Regions from separate parts of the Zea mays genome. Here regions 1 and 3 are each linked to region 2. A link is a contact called in public Hi-C data. All regions are on one chromosome and are shown on one strand. Each heading gives the region's core, a stretch centred on a gene start, on an enhancer-like site or on the middle of the called end of the contact. The rest is flanking DNA. Distances are from core to core; before and after follow the strand shown. Region 1 has its middle 4.9 kb from the start of LOC103638311. Region 2 holds the start of LOC103638319 (leucine-rich repeat receptor-like protein kinase PEPR1). Region 3 holds the start of LOC103638337 (acyl-[acyl-carrier-protein] desaturase 6, chloroplastic-like).

Region 1 (4,396 bases), core at 1,727-4,226, 280 kb before region 2:
TGTTTTCAGCACTTAGACACAATACATTAGTCTCTAAAACAATGTACTAAGTCTGAGAAACATACCTTTATACTTGATTTGTACTTTGTCCACCATTCTGACACTTAGGCACTTGTGTTGGACACTAAATCACCAAAACACTTAGAAATGGCCCAAGGGCACATTTCCCTTTCAGCCACAAAATGGTTATGGATCAGATAGCTAGTAGGAGTAGGAGGGGAAGAAGAACACCATTTCTTACCGACCCCGAATAGTATGAGTGTGGCAAGTGCGGTAGACTTGGTCACAATTCATGCACTTGTCGTTGGCATATTAGTGAGGTTTGTATTGTTTAATATTTTTTTAATAAGTACATATTACTTTCTAACCTTAATTTGATTTATGGCACAGTTCCACCTGCTCGACTTGTTCTACGACGAGAGCCACCGGGGGCGCCTTCTGGTGGAAGGTCAGGTATTCAATTTTAACTACTTTTGTAGAATAGTTGTTGTACACATATTGTTACTAATATAACATTTTTCCGTGTAGGACCTAGCAACCCTTCATTCTAGGACACACAATGGGTTCCTAGACATGTTGTTCGACGAGAGGTACACTCCTTACCTCAGACGAGCAGGTCTAGATGTAATATCATACAAGTTACGCCGAGGGTTGCCTATTATTGACTCGGTGGCCATTAATGCACTTGTGGACAGGTATTGTTTTAGAATTTTGTCAAATTATTCTTGAATCATTGAGCTCGTTTACACTAAATTGTTTTTTAATTATGTAGGTGGTGGCCCAAGACACATAGCTTTCATCTTTCTTTTGGTGAGATGACAGTCACATTAGAGGATACACAAAAGATACTTGGACTCGATGTTACAGGCAGAGCAGTGACAGGCCAATGTGACTCTTAAGGTTGGAGGGCTAGAGTTGAGGCCTTTCTTGGTAGAGAGCTTCCTGCTGTGGGTGTTGACAGGACTGCTGGAATACGCATCACATGGCTTCGTCAGACGTTTGGTGTGTGCCCTGTTAATGCTGATGCAGATACAATCCAGGTCTACTGTTGGGCTTGGATCCTGCACATGTTTGGTTGTGTTATCTTCCTAGACGCAACAGGGGACTGCGCATCATGGATGTACATCCCATGTCTAACCGACTGGGATACAGCTGGACACTATAGTTGGGCCTCCGCCATGCTTTCTTTTTTGTACCGACACCTTTGTGAGGCTTATCGTCGTACCTCCTCCTCTTCGTCTGTAGGCGGTTGTGTCTATGTCCTATAGATATGGATGTGGTTTCGCATACCAGTTGGTCGGCCACGTGTTTTTCAGCCTAAACCATGGAACGTTGCTGGAAATGACCGTCTTCGACTGAAATATGCTTATGTTTGGGACCAAGTGGCATCTCCCTTTGCCAGAGCTAAGAGGGCATATATGGAGTATGTGAACGAGCTTGAAATGCTCTCGGCCTCTAGCATAAGTACTCAATATTTATATCTTATCATTATGAAATTTGTTTCATTAAACTTAACATTGATTTCTTCATTTATCTCAGGTCACATGGCAACCATACAACACACCTGAGTTGGATGGGATGATCTTTAGCTCAGTATGCAATATCGATGAGGAAATCTATAGGATGCAATGTCCTATGATCTGTTTCTGGTATGTTGAGTGGCACCTACCGCACAAGGTTGAGAGGCAGTTTGGTAGGAATCAGATATGGCCGGTTGAAGATATTCCAAGTTCTAGGGAGCTGCACAAGTAAGTTTGCAATATGCAAATTATTCCAGTTGACTTCGTTACATCAATCATTTGTAAAATTTTTTGTATTTTTTAAATGATATGGTTTGTGTGTAGATTTGACTGGCGGAAGCAAAAAAAAGATAACAGACTTTCGTCAACATCATCTGGCATTTATTGAAGAGTGGGATTTGGCTGTGGAGAATGTGCATGAAAACGATGAGTTGCACAACAACAATGACTACATGCGGTACCAAGCTTGGTACCAGGGTGCGACTCGTTGTAAGCTTCGTCAGTAGTGGACAGCGGATCACTACGCCGACATTGATTCTTCCGACGATGAAGACACGGAGTACGACCAGACCACTAGACTAGGAAGCCAAGTGGAGGCGGCACCCATCTTGGATCGAGTGGTAAATTTTAAAATGGTTTCACTCACTTTTAATACTTGACATGTATCAAGTGTATGTTTGATGCAAATTGTGTTGTACAGGGTAACACATTGAGACGCTCGGTACAGGACATTGATCACCAGCTTTTGACTGTGGGCGACAACAGCATGCGTAGCTTCTTGGAGGTAAGCCTACTGCAGTGTTTATAACATTTAGCTTGTTATGATTATAGCTTTGATATGTCGTAAATTAATATGTCTTCGGCGTGCAGCGTTTATCTAGGCGCCTACGTGGAGCTACTGCTTGCCGTAGCTGTAGGACCAATGTTGCACATAATGTTCATGTACCGTCGTATAGCCACACAGCAACGCCGTCCACAGGACTGGGCGTTGGCTTGGACTACGATCAGGACGAGATCGGACCTTCACAGCTTTAGAGGGCTCTTTTGACACAATCAAAACATCGTAGGCGACACTGCTCTCCACAACGTTACACTCTAGGCACCGATACTTTAGACAAGGGTAAGATTAGGAGACGTTGACTTGGACTGTATAGATTTGTTAGGTAGTGTATGCACTGGACAGGACTTGTAATGGACTTGTTTAGCCTCTACGAACTTGTATCTGTGGTCTATTTTTAACGAAGCGCGGTTTTATTATGAACCATCCGATCAATTTCTACGACACAGATTCAATACCCAAAGGGTATGCAAACCATCTAATCATGGCAGTCCAGAACCAGATCAATGGCCAACGGCGCCCCTGGCCATGATCTCAATTGTGATCTCTTATCACACCATCGACGGCTCAGGACGAATTTGGCCGTATTCTTCCTCTAATCTCAGCCCTCGCTCAACATCCAACGGTCACGATGCTTCTTCCGCCATGATGACGTGAGACGGCGATGCCACCCACCCCCACGACAGAGACGTCGCCGGATTAGCCCAATCCGGTGCTCCGGTGCGTGGATTTGCGTGTAGCGAAGTGCAAAATGTTCCCCAAGATGTGAAGAATCAACAGACGGTGTCCTTACCGAGGGGAGCGTCGGAGCAGAGACATCCACGGCACGAGGCAGCTTGCCTGCAAAACCCAACTTCAGTGACAAACTCCGGGTGCTCCGAGGCTTCTCGTTCCTCCACTGGGCTGGCCGCATGTTCTGCACATGGCAGCCAAAATGCCCAGTACCTCTCCACTGGCGGCGCAGCAGGGTAAGCCCGAGTCCCGAGATGGCCGCGACAGCGACGTCCCTTATCTCAGCACGAGGAGTCCAGGTGTTTTTTATAGCGACACGGAAGATCGGATCGGAGGGGCAGAGGGATCGCATCCCATGTGGACGATTCATAACTGAATAACAGAATTCAGTTTGGAAGAAGGATCTAGAGTTTTGGTCCCACCTATCAGTGTCCAGACGAGCGCGCGTGGGTTGAAGGACTGGTGCAGCGACCCCACAAATCGGTGCAACACAGGTTACATTTTATTTTTATTCTTTCTTTCTAAAAAGATATTATACTAGTCGTTACAATGTTATTTAGAAGTCACATAACCTTAACATTAAGATAACTAAATTAAACTAATACTTATACTAGAGTAGACATGATCACATCTTATAGTATTTCAAAACTAGTAGAAACTCTATTATTTCTTATTGAATAAACAATATGTATTTTTGCACATGAACATATGAGTCTTGATATTAAATCTAAATCACACCTTAAGAGCAAAGGTAATTAGATTTTATTTCTAGCTAATCAAAATGTGATCTACCTTTTATTTGGAGAAATACGCTCAACCTAATTATGAAAAACATAATTCAAATTGCATAACAGGAAATATAGAAGTAATAGAAATAGAAATTAAAATTTGCTTATCACAATTACAAAGCTAGTAATACAAACATCATTTCATTTGAGCTCAAATACATATTTTTGAAATAGAGAATCTATTGCAGGGGATCTAAACGAAATTAAAAAGTAGTCTCTAGGTAGAACACAAATTTTGAGTCATCTTCAACCTCTGTTCTTTGTTTCCTTGTGTAGGGAGGTCGGCGAGCTGGGGAGGGGTCGGCGGGTGGTCGAAGCGAGTAGGAGAGGTCGGCAGTGGTCGGTCGAGCAGAAGAGACAGACGGCGGTGGTCGGCGAATGGCATTTCTACGGCGGGTCATCCGGGGCGTCGAGTAGAGGTCGGTCGGTCGGCGGCGGCGGTGGACGACGACAAGGAGAGAGGAGAAGCGTGGGAGAGCTCGGGGTGGCCAAGAATGGATCCACGGCGGTGCAGACCT
Region 2 (3,766 bases), core at 1,018-3,517:
ACCAGATAGTTCGTTGAACGAAATGTTCACAACCAAAAGTGAGACCATGTTGCTCAGCTGTGGTGGGATTGGGCCGGACAAAGAATTCACTGACAAGTCAAGCAGCTCCAGATCTTCTAGGTTGCCAAGGCTACTTGGGATTTGGCCGCTCAATCTGTTGTGGCTAATGTTGAGAGCTTTGGACAGGTACTGAAGGTTCCCTAGGCTGCGAGGAACTGCTCCTTCCAAACGATTGTCACCAAGCTGCAGCTCAATTAAATCCTGTGCTGCAGTGAATGTGTCCGGTATTGTTCCCGTGAGGTTGTTTGCGCTGAGTAGAAGGCTTTGCAGGCGACCAAATGACGTGATTTCTGCAGGTATACTTCCGTTGAGGAGATTCTTCCCAAGATCCAAATGGAGAAGATGTGTACAGTTTCCTAACTCATGTGGTATACGACCTTTAAGCCTGTTTGACGACATGCGCAGAGTCTCGAGCTTTGTTAAAGCACCGAGCTCACGTGGTATTGGTCCAGAGAAGAGGTTATTGGAGACATCAAGCATTGTTAGATTGCGCCATGAACCAAGGACAGCAGGTATCACACCATGGAGCAGATTGCCACTGATGTCCATGTAAGCCAGTCCTATGTTTGTGCTGAAATTCGCAGGTATGGTCCCACTGATGACATTGTTCTTCAGAATTAACCTCCGGAGAGACTCACATTGAACAATTCCAATAGGTAAGCTTCCATTGAACTTGTTGTATCCAAGATCAAGAACGCTGAGTTGACCTCCAGTACAAAGACCAGGTGGAATTTCCCCGTGGAAGTGGTTGCCAGTGAGGTCGACCTGAAAAAGTCCAGGTGTTGTGTTCAACCCCAGGGCCTGCGGCAACACTCCAGTTAAGTTATTGCCGAACAGGGAGATCTCGCTTAGGTTCCTCATTTGAGTGATCTCTGCGGGTAGCTCGCCGCTAAGGCTATTATTGTAGAGGAAAAATATCTGCAGCTGGCTAAGCATGCAAATCTCCGGTGGTATTGTGCCGGACAGGCTGTTGTTCTGGAGCTGTAGCTCAACCAACTCCTGGCACTTCCCAATTTCAGGTGGAATTCTTCCAGAAATGTTATTGTGAGCCATAGAGAACTTCTTTAGGCTGCTAATATTGCTGACGAACACCGGAATTGAGCCATTGAAATTGTTGCGATCCAAGTAGAGCATTTTCAGTGACTGACACTTCCCAATTGCATCTGGCACAGTGCCAGTAAACCCGTTACTGGACACCACCAGTTGTTGTAGACTCAGAGCCTTACCGATGCTCTCTGGCAGCTCCCCGACGAACTTGTTGTCGTCAAGGTAAAGAATCTGCAGGTTCGGCATGGATGAGAAAAAATCTGGCACCTTTCCGCCGATGCCATTGTAGGACAGGTACAAGGTGGTGAGGTTGCCGCAGTTGGCGAGGCTCCGGGGAATCGCGCCGGAGAGCTGGTTGTAGAAGAGGCTGAGGTAGACGATCCTGCACCGTGCAGGAAACTCCGGCAATGGTCCAGACATATTGTTGCTGCTCAGGTCCAAGTAGCTGAGCGACGGGAGCGCGGCGAGATCCGGCGGAATTGTCCCGGAGAGCATGTTGACGCTGAGGTCGAGGTACTCGATGACCGGCGAGCCCGAGCCGGAGATCTCACCGGCGAGCGTGTTGTAGCTGAGGTCGACCTTCCGGAGCTGGCGCGAGGAGAGGAGCTCCGGGGGAACAGCACCGGTGAGGAGATTTCCGCTGAGTAGTAGCGCAGAAACCACGGAGCACGCCGTGAGGGCGGCGGGGACGGGGCCCGTGAAGCGGTTCCGGCTGAGGTCGAGCACGGCGAGCGCCGGTAGAGCGCAGAGCCGAGGCGCGGACGCCGTGAGCGAGCCGGACAACCCCGCTCCGGAGAGGTTAACTGCCGCAACCGCGCCCGTGGCGGTGCACTGGACGCCCAGGAACGCGCAGTGGCTCGACCTGCCGCCACTGGTGGTGGCGTTCGTCGCCCTCCACGACAGGCGGAGGACGCGCCGGGAAGCTGGCGGCAGGGACGCGATGAAGGCGCGCAGGACGGCCGCTTCACTAGCGCCTTCGGACGGCGCCGGCGTAACGGAGAAGGCGATGGTGACAAGGATCAAGAATGCGGCGGCCCAAGACATTGGAGGGAGCTGCAGTATGCTGCCTTGAGCATTGAGTAGGCTGCTGCTGCTTGTTTCTTGGTGTGCCCCGTGCGCGGCGCTTTGAAGGGGGGAACGGGAACAGAGTCAGAGACAGATGACTGGGCATTTGACGGCTGCGGTTGTGTGGTCAGTGGGATAGTGGCGGCAGCATCAGGGAATTGAAGTGGGATTTGGAAATGGGCCCCGCCGGATCGGTGCTGCCGAAAAGGAAGCTGTTGGTGTGCGGTGGTACCCACCGAGACAGGTGGCGGCGCAGTGCGCGTGATTTGATGAGTGGCCGGCGAATCCGGTGTGGTGGTGCGGATGGAAGATGACGGTCAACGGTCCAAGACGTCGTGGTGGGTGACGGACGGCTTAGAGGGGACGATAAGATATGTATTTATTTATTTATTTATTTATTTATGTATGTATGTATTGTAAGACATAGAGAGGACATACAAGTATACAACTCTTTCCGTATCGTGAAGATTGCCGCTTGACATCTATGATTTTTCTCGCAAAAGTTTTTCATATAAGGTCTTTCGGTTATTGATATTTTCATATGGATTGGAGTGTATTGGATAGGATTATGATAGATTTTGACTTGCTATGCATTTAATCCGAACCAATCTCATCCAATTCACATGAATTGACACCAAAACAAAGAAGCCCTAAAGTTTTATGTCTAATGTTTCATCCGTATTTGCATTATTTGCTAACAACCCTTGGTAGCTTATGCGGCGGTTTGGCAATCCATGCCTTGGCTGACCTTGGTGATGGCCCAACCACACTCATGTATGGTGTCACCATATTGAGTATTCATATCACTACTCATCCTCTAGATTACAAATTAGAATTAGAATTGATATTGGCTAGCACCAAATTCGGTTGTTTGGATGATTATAATTAAAAATTACAACTTAACACTAATACCAAGAACTGTTCATTATAGTTCATCCTCTCATCTTCAATATTGAGTCATGGCTGTTAGGGACCTTCGTCTTTCGAAGGTCCTCAAAAAACACGAATAACCCTTTATTTTCAGCATATTATTAAGTATTACAGGAGCTTCATTACCAGAAAAGCTTCGACATAGATCAATGGAAGTACGACGAAGCAAGCTTCGTCTCGATGAAGCAAGAAGGCGGCGTAGGGAGATGTCACACCCGGGTTTCGGGGCACCAAGACCCGGCCGTGAACATAATCACCAGGTGTGCTGGGACCAAGTCTCACACATATGATGAATCATGGCACATGATCGAATGTCACAACTTTACTATATAATAGGAGTTATGTACAAAATAAATAAATAATTACATTATAAGGAGACAACGGCCCAGCAATCCAAAGTTGACTGGGAGACGATGGCCTAGACCTCTCATGAACACATCGCAGCATCCTCCATGCGCCTCATCCTACGGTACTTGTTCTTGACATGTGGGGGTGTGTGAGACAGCAAGAGTGAGCTCACATATGTTCATAGCTCAACAAGTTGTGGGGAATAATGTGCATGAACTCGCCAAAGATGGGAGCTCATGTGAAGTGTAAGGCTTACCAAAGAGGATGATTGAAGTTGAGCATTGCTTTTAAAGTTGATCAAAATTTTATTAGCAAT
Region 3 (4,088 bases), core at 618-3,117, 500 kb after region 2:
TTTTGTCTATAAATTAAATATTATTAGTGTGTCTCAACCATGTAAAAAGCTCGTAAGACCGTAATGCAGAGGCTGAGAGCATTTTAAGTTCCCTGTATCACCTCGATCCAACAAATTATAAATTTGTAAATATTCTCTTATGGAAAAAAATGGTACCTAACGTGGCATAACAGGATTAAGGGTAGAACGACACTAATGATGCTATCGACACGTAGGCATGAACGACGCTATCAAGGTCCATGGAATTAGCTTACAATAACAGCATAGATACCCAAACAAAGATCGAAAAAGATAAACACTAAGGTAGAATGACAGGAATGGTCCTATCGAAGATCCAGTTGATGGGGATGGGTGTGGGTTTCTTTTGTGCTTTGACCGCTCTATCGTGGGCCTTCTCTTCCATCCTCTTTATCTTGTGCGGCAGCGCGCACAGGTAGTCCCGCGCGCGCCTCCCCTCGCCGGTGAGCCCCGCCGCAAGTTCCTCGACGCCCCACTGCCGTATGAAGTGCTCGAGAATGGCGCGGTAGTCGGAAACCGTGTACGTGCCGGCCTGCTGCGCGATGGCGACGAAGCGAGCGTAGAAGTCGCCGCTGCTGTGGCGGCCGTCGTTGATGAGCACAGTGGGCATGTCGATCCGGCGCCGCATCATGTACGCCATGGCGCGCACGGCGGCGTCCGGGTCGGCCTCGAAGAACTTGCCCACGACGCGGGTGTACGCCGCCTCGTGCCGCTTCTCGTCGGCGGCGACGGTGCCGCAGATGCGCGCGAGAGCGGCGTCCCCGGCCCCGCGCGCGCCCACGAGGCGCGCCGTGTTGCCGTGCGCGATGGCGGTGGCGCGCTCCTGGAAGGCGACGTAGACGAAGCCGTGGAACGGGCTCGCCGGCGCGTGCACTATCACCCCGTCGCGGATGAGGCGCTGCACGGTGCGCTCCACCTCGCGCATGTGGAAGCGGCCCGAGAGGTGCATGTAGCGGTTGAGCACGTCGCCGTGGCGGTTCTCCTCGGCGGACCAGCCGCGGATCCAGCGCGCCCACGCCGTGGCGTCGGCTCCCGTGGCGTCCCGCACGACCTCGAGGCGGTTCAGCCCGCTCGGGTACGAGGGCAGCGCCTCCTCCGTGATCATGTTGGCGACGAGGCAGACGAGGAGGTCGTCCGGCACCCCCGCCGCGGCCGCTCGGAGCTCGAGGCACGCGGCGTGGAAGCCGTCGCTGCCCAGATTCGCCGGGTCCGGTAGCAGGTCGGACGGCTGCCACGACGCCTCCACCGGCTTGAGCAACGGTAGCACGTGCTCTTCCACCCACGGCTCCATCTGTCTCAGCATTTCCAGCCTCTCCGGAGCCAGGTAGCTGCGCCATTCGTCCTCCCCCTCGACCACGTCGTCCTTCTTCTCTCGCCGACGTCCGGCCACGGCCATAGTCGTCGTTCCACTTGCTGTGGTAGCCATATTCCGGCACCTCCTGCTCATTGGACGACTCAGCATGCATGGCATATATGTAGTTGCGTTGCATACGTCAACAATCACTCAACGCAAGACACGTACGTCTGAATTATTAGAAAAAAAACGCAGTTTAATTTGCGGTGGTTGCTTTGCTATGCTGCACTTATTTTGTTATACACGTACCAGTTCCTGCGCGTGATTGTCGCTAGGGCATGGACACCGTTGCCGCCGCTAGCAGCGGCGGTGGCTGTAGGTTGTTTGCATGCACCAGGACCACTCAGTTTACACGACTGGTACCCAAACTTGTAAAAGGCTGATGCCATGATCATTGTGTTGAAACAGCGTGCAGAGGAGATGACTACACTCGAGCCCAGAGAGCCCTGCACCAGGGGTAAAAAAAAAACCAGACTTGGGTTGTTTGTTGCATCTGCTGGCTGCAGCACACTAGGTCCTCGGGGGGCGTTCTTTATAGCTCGAGCAGCTAGATTGGCGCAGTTATTTGCTCAGCGCAGTTGTTTGGTAGGAGTAAATGGCAAGAGTTAATTCAGTCTCAGAGAGGTACTGGCACATGTATGCTACTCATCCACCCTACCAGCCTACCTCGTCGCTCTCGTCCTCTCCTATCTGATTCCGACCCTTTCTCACATGGTTCTCATCAAGGCCAATGAATGCAGGCATTGTTCCCAGTCACCACGCAGTAAAAAAAGACGACGGAAGAATGGATGACTGTTTTCGAATCTGGCAGCATATTTATATATTTTGCTGCTTTCTACTTCATCACGTGCAAATGGAAACTCAACTTCGCGAATATGTCTTATATATAAACTCTTTCCGTCCATCAAAAAGTATAATTCTCGTTTTCGAGTAGTTAAATAGTTCTAACTTTAAACGAATTTATATAAAAATATTAACAGTCTTGATACAAGATAAGTATCATTAGCTTAGTTGTAGAATATATTTTTATAATATATTTATTCGAAGACATAAATATTAATATTATTTACAATAAATTTAATTAAACTTGGGACAATTTAATCTGCATACATCCTATAATTGCATTTTTCACGGACGAAGGGAGTACAAAGTGAGAAAAGAAGCGACATAGTGTCACACTATACCTCTAACAATATTTTCTATATCCCTTATTTATATTTTTTTCATTATAGTCTCCTCTAAAGGCTACTTTGGAAACTAATATCCTCTTGGTATTCCTACCTCTTTCTAGGGTAAGCAATCCTATTAGTTATTTATGAGATGTTTTCTCTTTATGGATTTGGCTTCCCTTGCTTCCAAACTAGCCCTAAAAGTTTTTCTCCTCTATATTTCATTCCTTTTCAGCAGCGTATGTTTTCCATATCTTAGCCTTTATTTGTTAAATACATATATTAGAGACATATTTTTCTCTAGTTTTTGTACACATATAGTTGTCATACCCTCAAATATATTATACATATTTTAATTCTCTTAATCCACTATTTAAATTATTAAAATAGGGAGAAGATGAGAATATATATATATATATATATATATATATATATATATATATATATATATATATATATATATATATATATATATATATATATATATATATATATATATATATATATATATATATATATATATATATATAGAGAGAGAGAGAGAGAGTGCAGGAGTGTTCTCTATATTTAGAGGTTGCTTAGAATGACACCATTTGAGAATATAGAGGATGTAATTTTCTCTAAATATAAGATAGGACATGTTATACATGCTACCTGAAAGTCGCCTAGAGGGGGGTGAATAGGGCGAAACTGAAATTTACAAGATTAATCACAACTACAAGCCGGGTTAGCGTTAGAAATAGAAACGAGTCCGAGAGAGAGGGCGTAAAACAAATCGCAAGCGAATAAAGAGTGTGACACGCGGATTTGTTTTACCGAGGTTCGGTTCTTGCAAACCTACTCCCCGTTGAGGTGGTTACAAAGACCGGGTCTCTTTCAACCCTTTCCCTCTCTCAAACGGTCCCTCAGATCGAGTGAGCTTCTTCTTCTCAAGCAATTGGAACACAAAGTTCCCGCAAGGACCACCACATAATTGGTGTCTCTTGCCTCAATTACAAGTGAGTTTGATCTCAAGAAAGATTGAGAAAGAAAAGAAGCAATCCAAGCGCAAGAGCTCAAAAGAACACAACAAATCACTCTCCCTTAACACTAAGGCTTTTGTGGAATTGGGAGAGGATTTGATCACTTGGGTGTGTCTTGTATTGAATGCCTAGCTCTTGTAAGTAGTTGGAAGGTGGAAAACTTGGATGACTTGAATGTGGGGTGGTTGGGGGTATTTATAACCCCAACCACCAAACTAGCCGTTTGGTGGAGGATGCTGTCGCATGGCGCACCGGACACTGTCCGGTGCGCCAGCCACGTCACCAGGTCGTTGGGTTCCGACCGTTGGAGCTCTAACGTGTGGGCCCGCCTGGCTGTCCGGTGGTGCACCGGACAAGTCCTGTAGACTGTCCGGTGTGCCACTCGCGCGTGCTCTGCTCCTCTGCACGCACTGGCGCGCATTTAATGCGTTGCAGTCGACCGTTGGCGCGAAGTAGCCGTTGCTCCGCTGGCTCACCGGACAGTCTGGTGTGCACCGGACATGTCCGGTGAATTATAGCGGAGCG

The links. Hi-C and Micro-C count contacts between places; a contact is called where the count stands out from the background.
Region 1: a contact with region 2 is called in a Hi-C map of leaf mesophyll, with 4 times the contacts expected there. The contact joins the enhancer-like site here to the promoter of LOC103638319 in region 2. A contact is called at or near these places in 3 of 25 Hi-C or Micro-C datasets (endosperm, leaf mesophyll and tassel).
Region 3: a contact with region 2 is called in a Hi-C map of ear, with 4 times the contacts expected there. The contact joins the promoter of LOC103638337 here to the promoter of LOC103638319 in region 2. A contact is called at or near these places in 2 of 25 Hi-C or Micro-C datasets (ear and tassel).

Annotation. Positions count from the first base shown.
Region 1 is chr1:121,925,380-121,929,775 of Zm-B73-REFERENCE-NAM-5.0, forward strand. No RefSeq gene overlaps it. Among protein-coding and RNA genes, the nearest start is that of LOC103638311, 4.9 kb to the right of the region's middle. Within about 2 kb of position 2,977, at least 16 of the 20 cell types and tissues checked have an H3K27ac peak or open chromatin away from gene starts, as enhancers often do. A contact at or near this core is called in leaf mesophyll and tassel, where this site is marked.
Region 2 is chr1:122,208,135-122,211,900 of Zm-B73-REFERENCE-NAM-5.0, forward strand. LOC103638319 (leucine-rich repeat receptor-like protein kinase PEPR1) reads right to left here and starts at 2,268. Exons shown (of 2, transcript XM_008661268.2): 1 at 1-2,268. The coding sequence starts at 2,151.
Region 3 is chr1:122,703,708-122,707,795 of Zm-B73-REFERENCE-NAM-5.0, forward strand. LOC103638337 (acyl-[acyl-carrier-protein] desaturase 6, chloroplastic-like) reads right to left here and starts at 1,868. Exons shown (of 2, transcript NM_001346942.1): 1 at 1,622-1,868; 2 at 1-1,457. The coding sequence starts at 1,767. The coding sequence ends at 299.